Regions from separate parts of the Zea mays genome. Here all the other regions are linked to region 4. A link is a contact called in public Hi-C data. All regions are on one chromosome and are shown on one strand. Each heading gives the region's core, a stretch centred on a gene start, on an enhancer-like site or on the middle of the called end of the contact. The rest is flanking DNA. Distances are from core to core; before and after follow the strand shown. Region 1 holds the start of LOC109942325. Region 2 holds the start of LOC100277470. Region 3 holds the start of LOC100191563 (GATA transcription factor 20). Region 4 holds the start of LOC100282446 (elongation factor 1-gamma 3).

Region 1 (3,022 bases), core at 215-2,714, 340 kb before region 4:
ACAATTATTTCATGGCTTATTAGTTCAGTTATTTTATTAAATCAAGGAATACGGAACAGCGAGGTCTCACCGAAGAATTTTGGCGTCGAGGATGGGGCTGTGTAGATCGTCGGCGCGGCTGCTCTCGCCGAGCTGGAACAAGGCTCGATCCAGCGGCTAGGACAGCAAAGAGCCTCACCAAGGGTCACGGCATAGCGTCGGGACTGCCGCTGCAATACGTCGAGCATACCGAGGGCGCGAAGAGGAGGGAATCCACGTGGCTGCGTGAACTGGCGTCGCGGCTGCTGTGCGAGGTCGATGGTTGTTGACGGGGTGAGCGTTGGGGAAACAAACGCCATGGGAGGCCCTCTGCTGTAGTGGGCCGGCGCCGGAGATGGAGGAACTCGGCTGCGAGCTTTAGTGGTGGTGGTGTGCAGCGAGGCATGGTAAGATGAGGGAGCACTGTCGGCGAGGGAAAATGGTAAGAGATTGTGTGCTGGTCGACCATTAGTCGGGTAGGCGGTGCACATAGGGGCTGCACACAGATGGAGGACGGCAATGGCGCAGCGAGAGCTTTGACTCACGTCCATTAGATAGCGTGAAACTGGTTGTGGCGGAGCGACTAGAACGCGCCGGGATCGAGGCATACACGAGCAGAGCAGTGACCACAACTAGCAATGGGGAGCGGCATGGTGATCGACAGGGAACCCCAGCCTAGGCGTTGCGGTTGCAGGGAGCCGGAGATCAGGGAAGGGGGCGAGCACGAGGAAGGTGTCATGGGGAAGAGGAAAGCGCGCTGGCGAGCTAGAGAATCGCGGGGGCCCTGGGCTTGTGCTCGTGCGCGATCCTGGCGTTGGAGGTGGGAAAGCTCTTCGACGTCTTGCGGGAGACGTTGGCCGGCACGGAGGAAGGGAGCTTGGTGACCGGCCTGGATCTGAGGGAGCTCGTAGGGGGAGCCGGCTAGAGACCGACGCAGGGAGCGCGGGGATTCTCTATGGCGCTGTTGCTCGCCTGCTGGAGGGCGCCGGAGTGGAGAAACTCGCCGCCGGGAGAAGGAAATAGGGGAGGGCGCTCGGCTTGCATGGCAGGAGCAGGGAAGGGGAGGCTGGCCATCGACCTTGGGCGTGGCCAGGGAAGGTGGGGGCGTGCCCGGGCATCCAGGGAAAAGAGCGCCATGGATCAAGGTCGGATGGGGGAGAGAAGGAGACCGGCTGGAGGTGTGGCGCCATGGGAGGAGCTTGGTTGGGGAGGGGTGCCGGACCTGGGGCAGAGGAGGCTGGCGTTGAGGGAGTTGTTGAGGGGAGCGGCTGCCAGGGGGCTTCTGCACGCTGGGGGAGGGAGCCGAGCAGGGCAGGGTGCACGCTTCTGCTGCTAAAGGCGACGACCGCGCGCGACATTGGTGGCCTTGGCCGGCTGCTGCTGGTTGGCTGGTGCCAGGCATTGGCCAAGAGCCTGGTGTCCAACGACTGGCTGAGGAGGGAGGTGGCCATCCATTGGCTGAGGGCGCAGCGTCCTGCGAGTCGCCGAGGCTATAGTGCGCACGAATTTCATTTGAACAGCTCGCAGCCACGACGAACAGAAAAGGAAAAAGAAAAAAGGTTGTTGCTGAAATTCAAAAACTATGTTGAAAAAACAAAATTTCTAGTGTCGTATTTAGAAAATAATTTGACGCACATTTTTACTAGGTTTTTGAATTAGAAACAAATTTTAGTCCGCTTGATTTATCCAGATTGTCTAGTAGTGTCTCGGACCATCCGCGTCTATGCGTCGAACCGTATGCGGTGCGCGGAACAGGGGGCCGCGCCTGGCCGCCTTCCTATGCCTGCCCCCTAGCGTTGGAGGTTGTGATGGTGATCTTCAAGGTCTCCCGTCCATCAGGAGTCTTTTCTGTCACCACTTTCCTACAAGAAATTTTAGCGTTTCCATTGGCCTCGCGTGCGTCGCCAATGATGATCTCCTTGCCCTTATCGGTTGCGCTAGGTCGAACTAGGATTTTTTATCATCAAAGTTGACCATATTTATTAGGAAGGGCTCTGTGTCCGCCTGCATTTCTTGATATTTCAATCGGCCCTTGTTGGCCGATTGGACCTGTCATCAAAACACATTACAATCATTAGATGAAATAGTATTGTTTATTTTAATGTTGTCATTTTTAGTAGTTCATTGAATATTTTATCACACTTGCCAACATTAATGTAAACTTAACCTCTTCTTACCGTTTCTTTTGAACCGTTTGCAAAGAGGAACAAGCTGAAAATTTGGCTTGCTTTGGCCAAACCATCTCAGCAGTGTACACTTCTTTTAATTTGTTGTCTGAGCTACTTTGGTCACATTCTGCAACATGGACGTTGTGACGAACCGTTTTGGCAGTATCATTGCTTCAGCTTTTAGAAGCTAAAGCCCTATGGTGTAACTGAGCTAGCATGAAAAATTGAAATCCTTCTAATCTTTCTTTTAAAGGATAATGCATTCCATTAAATGCTAATCCTGCTAGTTATTTTTCTACAAGGTGAATTTAGAAACATCGGTTTCTTGTGTCTTGGAACCTCCGGACATAGTCATTAACCGATTCATCTTTCCCCTGTCGCAGAGCCACTAAATCTACCAGATCTAACTCGTAATCGCTGGAGAAAAAATGATCATGGAATTTTTGTTCTAAATCCCCCCACGAAAAAATAAATTTAGGAGGAAGTGTGGCGTACCATGCGAATGTAGTCCCTATCAGGGACAATGAAAATAAACAAACACGGAACACCTCTATGTTGGCCAGTTCTCCTAATTGTGCTAGGAACTGGCTTATGTGTTCGTGCGTTCTCTTACCCTCATCACCCGAAAATTTCACGAATTCGAGTATTCTAATTCCCTGAGGGTACGGGTGATCGTCAAATCTGCTATCATTGGGTTTCCGATATGACTGCCCCTAGGGATCATTCTAACTCCAAGCTTATCTCGGAATGCCCTAGGTATCTATTCCCTTACTATGTTAATGGCGACCGGTGGGAGCCCACCGGTCCTCTGGTTCTACATAGGTGTGGGTGTTTGG
Region 2 (2,823 bases), core at 317-2,816, 310 kb after region 4:
ATGTGGATTAAAACCATACACTACTTGAAACAGACTAAATTTTGTTGTGGAGTGTACATCCCTATTATAAGCAAATTTAACATGTGGCAAACACTCAGATAAGTAAGCCTTACTTGCAACCACGTCTCGCCTGTCTAACAACTAGATAATTGTTACCTCTAACAACCAAATAAGTAAGGCTTACTTACAACCACCACGACCGCCTTCTTCTCCTTGTTGTTGCTGTCATATATTAACTCCCAACTTACCATATCTTTCCCCATCTCTGCCTCCGTCATCTAGATTCTTCCGCACAACCATAGAGGACATCAACCTTCCTCCATTGGCAAGCACCTCAAACAGCTATCGTGACTCTTCATCGCCATGCGCCTCTGCAGGTAGCGGAGCAAGACACAGCCAAGGGAAAGGAGGAGGCATCGCCACTGGTGATGTGTGGCTGAGACTCGGGAGAGGAGGAGGAGGCGCTTCATATCCTAAGTTTAGTTTAATATTGGTTGTTGGTAGATAATTTGTGAGATACTAAGGTCAATGATAATATATGTATTGCTCATTTTAATATAATCGTTATATGCTAATATTTTATCGAATTATGCACCATCGCAAGATACATGCATTGTACTAGTTTGAATTAAGCCTCACAATCCACAACAATATACGCCACATAGGTCTAATTCAAAGTAGATCAAATGCGAGCATGCCAATAGTTATTTATACATTTGTTCATTCTCAAGACCAATACAATACAAGTTTTCAAAAATTTAAAACAATGCACATCCCTAGTGTATCTATAGATTTTATCTTAAAATTTGACATACAAATTCAATGTAGAAAGTTTTATAAAAATAATAAATCTTAGCTTCATATGTGCACCATGAAAACAAAATTCCTACATATTAGTATTCTTCTCTGTCTCGATGAAATGAGCTAGAAATACAAAAAAAATAATAAATCTTAGATACATGTATGCACTACAAAGACAAATCTTAGGTCTTGATCGTTAAAAAAAACAGAAATAATACATGAATAAATTCATTTCAAGAAATGAGGAAAGAGTAAAATACATTTCTGGTGCTCAAACTTGTCGTCCTGTGTCATTTCAATCCACAAACTTTTAAAGTGTGTCAGTGCGATTTTTAATCGTTGTTTGGGTCTCAGTTAGGTTTACACATGTCGTGGTTAACATATTAACCCTACATGTCATCATGTGAATGTGGAAAATAGAGAAAAAAAGATACACATGTTGATATATGGAGTACTAGACTGACATATTTTAGACCTAACAGAGATCCGAACAATGATTAAGTACTAGACTGACATATTTTAAAGTTTGTAAAATGGAATGACATATAATTATTATAAGTTTAAGAATTGGAAATGTATTTTACTCAATGAAGAAAGGTTTGGTTTGCAAAATGAATAGTCAAATGGTGGGCACCATGGAAGCCCCGCTGCCTAAAATGGTACACAGTACGCCGAATCCTCTCCCGGCACCGCAACCGCTGTTCCTCTGCGCGGAACGCGCGCGCGCCACAGCCGATCAGCCACCGCAGGATTCCTCGTCCACCGCGACCATTCGGCTTCTCCCCAATCCCGGCACGGCGGCACGGGACCTCTCCCTCTCTCTCCCGCTGGCGGGCGATGGCCTCCTCCTCCTCCTCACCTGCGCCCGCCCTGGCCGGGGAGGCGCTACGCCAGAAACGCATCCTCTCCAGCAAGCTCTACCTCGAGGTCCCGTCCTCCAAGGTCGGTCGCGGGCATCGTCCCATCTCTAGCTTCCAAGATACGCGCGAGCTGTCCTTGTCTCAATCCAATGTTTTCTTGCAGGCGCCGGTGGTTTACTCGCCGGCATACGACATCTCCTTCCTCGGCCTTGAGAAGCTGTGAGCTGCCTTCCCGCCTGTCCACCACCTATGCAGAAATACGCATCGGCGTTCAAATGTTTTTGACACGGCGTGCGTGTGCAGGCACCCGTTTGAATCCGCCAAATGGGGCCGCATCTGTAGGTACCTCACCAGGGAAGGGTACCTCGACAAGAAACAGATGGTGGAGCCATTGGAAGCCTGCAAGGAGGATTTGCTAGTGGTAATTAATCAAGAATCAGGAATCTGATTTTCGCCTGGTTCAGACTTCATAGTGTATTTGGTCTGATGAATCCCTTGCATGGCTTGATTAACCAGGTGCACACGGAGGCGTATTTGAACAGTCTCAAATGCAGCTTCAGAGTTTCCTCCATTGTAGAGGTATTGATTTTTCAGAAGTGGGGTTGGCCTGATTGGTGGTGAATTATGTATTGTGGTTGAGTGATTGACAGGTGTTTGATATCTTAGGTCCCTCCTGTGTCGCTTGTCCCTAATTGGATTGTGCACAGAAAGCTACTACACCCCTTCCGGAAGCAGGTATTCTAGTGTGAATATGTGTTTGCCTTTTTGGATTATTTGTAAATTCGTATGCATAATGTGATTATCAGGGGAGGATGATAAAATTTCTTTTCACAGGTGGGTGGGTCCATTTTATCAGCCAAACTTGCATTTGAGAGAGGTTGGGCTATTAATGTTGGTGGAGGATTTCACCATTGTTCAGCAGATGAAGGGGGTGGATTTTGTGCATACGCTGACATCTCTCTCTGCATCCAGTTTGCTTTTGTCCGTCTAAATATCTCAAGGTAAACCCTTTATCGGTAGTTTTGTTTGCTATAATAACTATGTTTTCGTGAGTTATATGCTTGATTGGGTGAGTCTCTTATTATGCTTGTTTGACTGCACATTCTGCTTATGCTCCCTCCAGTGACCAAACAATGTCATTTTCGTGTAATCGCAGACTTTC
Region 3 (2,768 bases), core at 205-2,704, 500 kb before region 4:
CGATGGTAACAGCAGTAACAGTAACGCTAGCTAACAGTCAAAGGCACAAGCTAGCTGCTAGCTGGGAAAAGCCTACGGTGCGCTGGGTCGTCCTTCGTAGAGGTAGCAGATCGTGGATCAGCTCCGGACAAGCCCGCAGGACAGCGTCATCAGCAGCATGGCAGCGTCCGTGATCTCGTCCTGCTGCACGGGCAACGCCGGCGACGCCCGGAAGCTGCAGGTGGCCGCAGCCGCTGAGGCGGGTGCCGCCGGACTCCTGCTCCAGCTGATGAGCCCACCAATGTCGTCGACAAGCAGATCCCTGCTCGGACAGGTGTCGTCATCACCATCCTCGGCGGTGGCCTGCACGACAGTCGCGCTGTCGGTGGCAGCAGCAGGAGCTGCAACGACGACGGCCGCACCGTGACCTTGCTGGACCACCTTGCACCGTTTCTTGAACGGCAGCGACCGGTCCACGTCCACTCTCTTCTCCTTCTTCACCTTGGGGTGTGCTGCTGCTGCGGCCACGGCGGCGTTGCTGGGCGAGGCCTTGCCGCTGTCAGTGGGAACTGCTGACACCGAGCCGGAGGCGGCGGCCATCATCGCCCGCCTCGCCTTCCGCTGCCTGATACCGCACGCGTTGCAGAGCGACTGCGCCATGCAAAACAAGATACGCATGGTCATGGGCCGGGCTTGCAAAGATCACGAATTTGATTGGACTTAGAGGCAGAAAACAAGGTAGGATACCTTGGGGCCGCAAGGACCACTCCTCCACAAGGGTGTCTTGGTGGTGTTGCAGTCGGAGCACACCCTAATAACACCCAAATTCGGTTGGCCGCTCATGGTGTCGTCGTACCCTGCTTGCGCCCTTCTCCTTGGCTTCTTCCCCGCACTGGGATCGGCAGTGGCCTTCCTCGTGATCCTCATCTTGGCTGCCGCCGGCGTCCAGCTGCAAGCATCCATCGACCCGCCGACCTGCAGCTTCCCCATATCGTATGGATCGTACGAGGCAGGCTCGATCATGTCGTCGCGGATGCTCTCCACGGTCGGGAACGGCGTCGAGAAGACACTATTCCCAGTCGCAGTTGATGATCCTCCAATCATCTGAGGTATATAGTCGAAAAGGGCATGAGTGACAAAATTAACAAGGAAATCAAATCTGTGATTTTTTACACATGGGATATGATTGGGGAATTGAACACATGTACAGTTCAGTAGCTAGCACGTACATGTTGGGGCTCCAGCATAGCTTGATGACGCTGCCTCAACAAGTGATGGTCTGCAGCCGATCCATAGCTCAAACTGCCTTCGCTGGCGCTACTATTGCTGATCACAAAGGGGAAAAGGATCGGTGTTTCCTTTGGCAGGGTGAAGGCCTGGAAGTGGCCTTGGTGGTGGTGATGATGATCTTGGTGATCTCCCTCCATGAGAGGGAGGGCAGTGGAGAGCTGGCTCATGTAGATGGCAGACATGGGATGCACTGAGAGGAATTTGCGCTCAAGATCTGATGGAGCTATATATGCAGATCTCGTATGGTTAGGTGATGAGTGAAGATCAGGATGAGATATATGGAGAGTAGGAAGAGGCGAACCGAAGCGGCTGGTGCAGTGGTTATTATGTCGGAATGGCAATTTGCAGCCAGGGATCAAGAGGGAAAGCGAGGTAGCGATCATGCACGGAAGGGAGAGGCATGTCCCTTTTATAAAGAGACAAAGGAGAGAGCTCCCTAGGCTGTGTAGATCATTCGTGTGTGATCCTTTTCATGGACACACGCACGAGAGAGATGTGGAGAGCAAACAATAGATGCGCTAGCTACATCGGAGGGGAACAGTAAAGCTACGTTAGCGCAGTTATAGCAACAATTTCATGCGATATTGTGAGCTATTTTTTGCCAAACAATTTTTTTACAAAACTGCTGTTTCACGGATGAAGCTTGTTTTTTATGCTATCACAAAGAAATCAAGGGAGGTGAAGATGAAAAAAAGTAGATTTTCATAGCTTTCTCACTCATTTTCTTCTCTCAACCACACATTATTAAGCTGTTTCGCCGAACAGTTTTTCCAAAGCAGTTCGTCTTCATCGAGAAATCTACTTGTGAAGCTGTTTTCCAAAACATAATAGCTTCAATAATGGTGAAGCTTAGCTATGCCAAATCGGGCCTAAAATACGTCGGCTGCAGTACAAACACAAGTTATTCCTAGGCGATCTCATTCGACACAGGAGACAATTGTGATCGGGGCAAATGGGGTCTTGGCTTGGCAAGATTGGTGAGTGCAGCAGTCTGGAACCAAGTGAGAAACCATCCACTAAAATCACTCCACCCAAGTCTATCACACCAACCACAAAAGATAAAGTATTTGAGGAAACTCTAAAAGCACCATTTAACACTAGTACACACAGCCTCTATAGTGGCGGTTCTAGAGACGTTTTCACTGACGCTTTTCAATGCCGCCAGTGCTAGGGGCCAGTGGAAATCGTCATTTCCACTGGCGGTTATTCTAGAACCGCCAGTGGAAATTCTATTTTCACTGGCGGTTTTCTTTAGCAACCGCCAGTGGAAATGCTATTTTCACTGGCGGTTTTATAAAGAAAACCGCCAGTGAAAATAGCATTTCCACTGGCGGTTTGTTTTATTTAGCCGCTAGTGGAAAGTTTTCCCGCCTTTTTTAAATTTATATATATTTACACACACAAAACATATATATATATATATATATATATATATATATATATATTGATATTAAAAGCAACATGGAATTAAATTCTATCATACATTTATATACATCAAA
Region 4 (2,881 bases), core at 224-2,723:
AGTATGAGTATATATCATAAAATGGTTATTACGATCTATCTGCATGGCTGTTGGAGCGATCCTAAATTTATGGAGGAAATAAAGCATTTAAAGTAGAAACCGCCACACATATCTTTCCTAAATTTACGCGCATGCAAGTGAACGTGTTTGACTCATGCATGCATCTTGTCATAATTTTTGGATCTGTATAACCGCATGCATGCGGCTGCCATGTTTTTCGGATCTGCCATAAAAATAGGATCGTAATAACAACCTACTAGAGCTATCAACCTCTCACATTGGCTCGGTACTTACGCTTATAATTGAAGGATCTTATGCTCAAAACTTAAGGTTATTACACTCCAACCCGGAGATGCGTCCACCAGTGAATAACATGCCAGATTTTTTACGCAGTGTAACGAATTGCATAAATAGCTACACCATGTAGTATAATTTGTATCAATATATATCATAAACTAGATCTAATGTGTTTATCTACATGGCTGTTGGAGGGATCATATATTTATGAAGGAAATAAAACATTAAATACGATTTTTTGTTTCTATGCGTGCAATTTATTTCCTTTCGTTGCACATTATTTTTATCATAAATTCGTGTGCATGCAGCTGGTAACAGATTTTTACGTAGTATACTGAATTGCATAATTATCTACACAAGATAGCATATTTAGTAGCAGTACATATTATAAAATGGTCCTTACGAGTCTAGTTGCATGGCTGTTGCAGAGATCCTAAATTTATGGAGGAAATAAATCATTTAAAAATAGAAATCGTCACACGTATCTTTCCTAAATTTATGCGCATGCAAGAGGATGTGTTTGACTCATGTATGCATTCCTTTTTTGCGCGCAGAGACGTGGGCGCGGGTGGTGCAACCGACAGCCTGGTCCAGTCGGTGCGCTGGGTGAACCAGGTTGCAGGGATGATCGACCTGGGCTTCCTTTAACTATTGGAAGCCCAGGGCTCCCGTTATACCTACCCTATATATATATATATATATATATATATATATGACCTTTTTTAGATGTTGATAATATGGATCACATTCTTATAGTAATTATAAATTTTGTATAGTGAAAATATTCCAATAGTTGATTTTGGATGATAGCTTATTTCTATACTATTTGGATCCCATTCACATTTTTTCACCCTATTCTTGTTTTTCTATCGAGATGGCCCTATTTAGGATTGCTCCAGCTCCAAAAAAAATTTCGTTAAATTGATGGAGGAGGTCATTAGGTGCTCCAAAAAATTGTAGAGCTAGAGTTGCGATTCTGAACATTTGAATAAGTTATTTTATTTATTGTTCAGATTAAAAATATAATTTAAACTATTTAAAACTACAGTACTAGAGCTAGAACTAAACATAAACCGGACCTTACCTAGCCACGTAGGTAAAGATTAGTTAATTTTTAAAGGACACAATTTTTGTTGTTTTTCGGTCATGTCTGCTCCTTGCCACGCACCCGGCTCATCTTGCGCTTAATCCAGTCCGTTCAATTCTTGACATCCGAACACCCCGCCGACGCAGCCCTAGATTCCGCATTCCTCTGTCACCTCCGCGGCGCCGCCAGCCCGCCATCACATAACTTCGGCTTCTATCCCTTCGTAAACCCTTCTCTCTTCTTCCCGCGGCCTGCTCGTTCTATCTGTCCAGCAGACTTGAGGTTCCGAGCGGCCGGAAACCAGCGGCAACCGTCGGCATGGCGCTCGTGAGTTCCTTCGCCTTTCTCTCTCTCTTTTTTTTATCACTCTTTCAGAAGTGCTGTGTAGCTCATCACTTATCGGACTGTCTGTGAGGAAGTTTTGTTATGCGCGGCAGTTTGGTTTATAGGGTTTTGTGATTCATGTAATTTAACTTGATCTGATTGTTGATGCGCGCTGCCGAGGTGATGTTTTTCTGTTGGATGGGGATTTCTTGAGTTATAGCGTCATAGGTGTCAGAACTGTAGATGCGTTCGGAGCGTGGTAGTAGTTTAGATACTAAGCTTTTCTTTGGGCAGCTCTATATCTAAGGTAACTTTGAACTGCAGGTCCCTTCCAATTTCAACATGAGTACATGACCCAAACTTTTGTCTTGGAAATAGATCGCCTGTTGTTATCCCTTGTCCACAACCGTCGATTCATACTGAGTACCCGTCGATTCATACTGAGTTTGACTGAATTTACTAATCTGTATCACAGTGCATGTGATGTCACTTAAGAGTTCCCGGCTTACTAGTAGAATGGCACTGGAAACGACCTTTGACCTTTAATACCCTTGTAACATTGTAGTTTTTCAGGAGAACTGCTCTAAGGACAATGGCAATCATATACCTTGTGTATTTGAGCCATTAGATTCAATTAGATGCTATCATCTCAAGTGATTTTAACCATCATCTCAACTGCTTAAAAGTTTTTAATAACCTTCTGATCCTAAGTTGTACTTGAGTTGTAAGTTGAAAATGTTTGTACATGGAGCAATGCTCTTTTGGTGTCTGAAAGGAAGATGAGGAATTGAAGTTCTGAGGTCGACTATGACTATGTTATGGTTTGTTTTTTATAAGTTATCAATTTAGGCAATTCGGTTGTTGTAATGTTTTGACTGCACAAGTTGTACTGTTTTCTTTATTAAAGCATCTTTATTGGAATCTATATGAAAATGTTCCTGTGCCTTGTTGAGAAACAGACATGTCATCAGCTACTTCATATTGTGAATTCTCAGTCTCTGGGATGTTGCTGCATTTGCATGTGCATTTTTTCTCTAATAGTGAAATACATGTGTTTTGTGGATTATGTTCTGGTTCTATCACTTAGGTATTGGTGTAGATGTCATTGCCTGTTTGCATGCGTACTATTGAATTACCATGCACAAACAGAGGTATTTCAGTTTGTAATACAAT

What was found. A called contact is a pair of places that touch in the nucleus more often than the background predicts.
Region 1: a contact with region 4 is called in a Hi-C map of ear, with 1.7 times the contacts expected there. The contact joins the promoter of LOC109942325 here to the promoter of LOC100282446 in region 4. A contact is called at or near these places in 2 of 25 Hi-C or Micro-C datasets (ear and tassel).
Region 2: a Hi-C map of tassel shows a contact between it and region 4, with 4 times the contacts expected there. The contact joins the promoter of LOC100277470 here to the promoter of LOC100282446 in region 4. A contact is called at or near these places in 3 of 25 Hi-C or Micro-C datasets (ear, leaf and tassel).
Region 3: a Hi-C map of ear shows a contact between it and region 4, with 3 times the contacts expected there. The contact joins the promoter of LOC100191563 here to the promoter of LOC100282446 in region 4. A contact is called at or near these places in 2 of 25 Hi-C or Micro-C datasets (ear and leaf).

What each region holds. Positions count from the first base shown.
Region 1 is chr9:85,260,890-85,263,911 of Zm-B73-REFERENCE-NAM-5.0, reverse strand. LOC109942325 reads right to left here and starts at 1,464. Exons shown (of 3, transcript XM_035962600.1): 1 at 71-1,464. The coding sequence starts at 626.
Region 2 is chr9:84,614,746-84,617,568 of Zm-B73-REFERENCE-NAM-5.0, reverse strand. LOC100277470 reads left to right here and starts at 1,566. Exons shown (of 13, transcript NM_001279564.2): 1 at 1,566-1,743; 2 at 1,825-1,880; 3 at 1,965-2,082; 4 at 2,178-2,240; 5 at 2,328-2,396; 6 at 2,496-2,662. The coding sequence starts at 1,639.
Region 3 is chr9:85,424,483-85,427,250 of Zm-B73-REFERENCE-NAM-5.0, reverse strand. It overlaps LOC100191563 (GATA transcription factor 20), which reads right to left and starts at 1,454. Exons shown (of 3, transcript NM_001136993.1): 1 at 1,209-1,454; 2 at 727-1,083; 3 at 1-630. The coding sequence starts at 1,451. The coding sequence ends at 118.
Region 4 is chr9:84,923,183-84,926,063 of Zm-B73-REFERENCE-NAM-5.0, reverse strand. It overlaps LOC100282446 (elongation factor 1-gamma 3), which reads left to right and starts at 1,473. Exons shown (of 7, transcript NM_001155357.2): 1 at 1,473-1,711. The coding sequence starts at 1,703.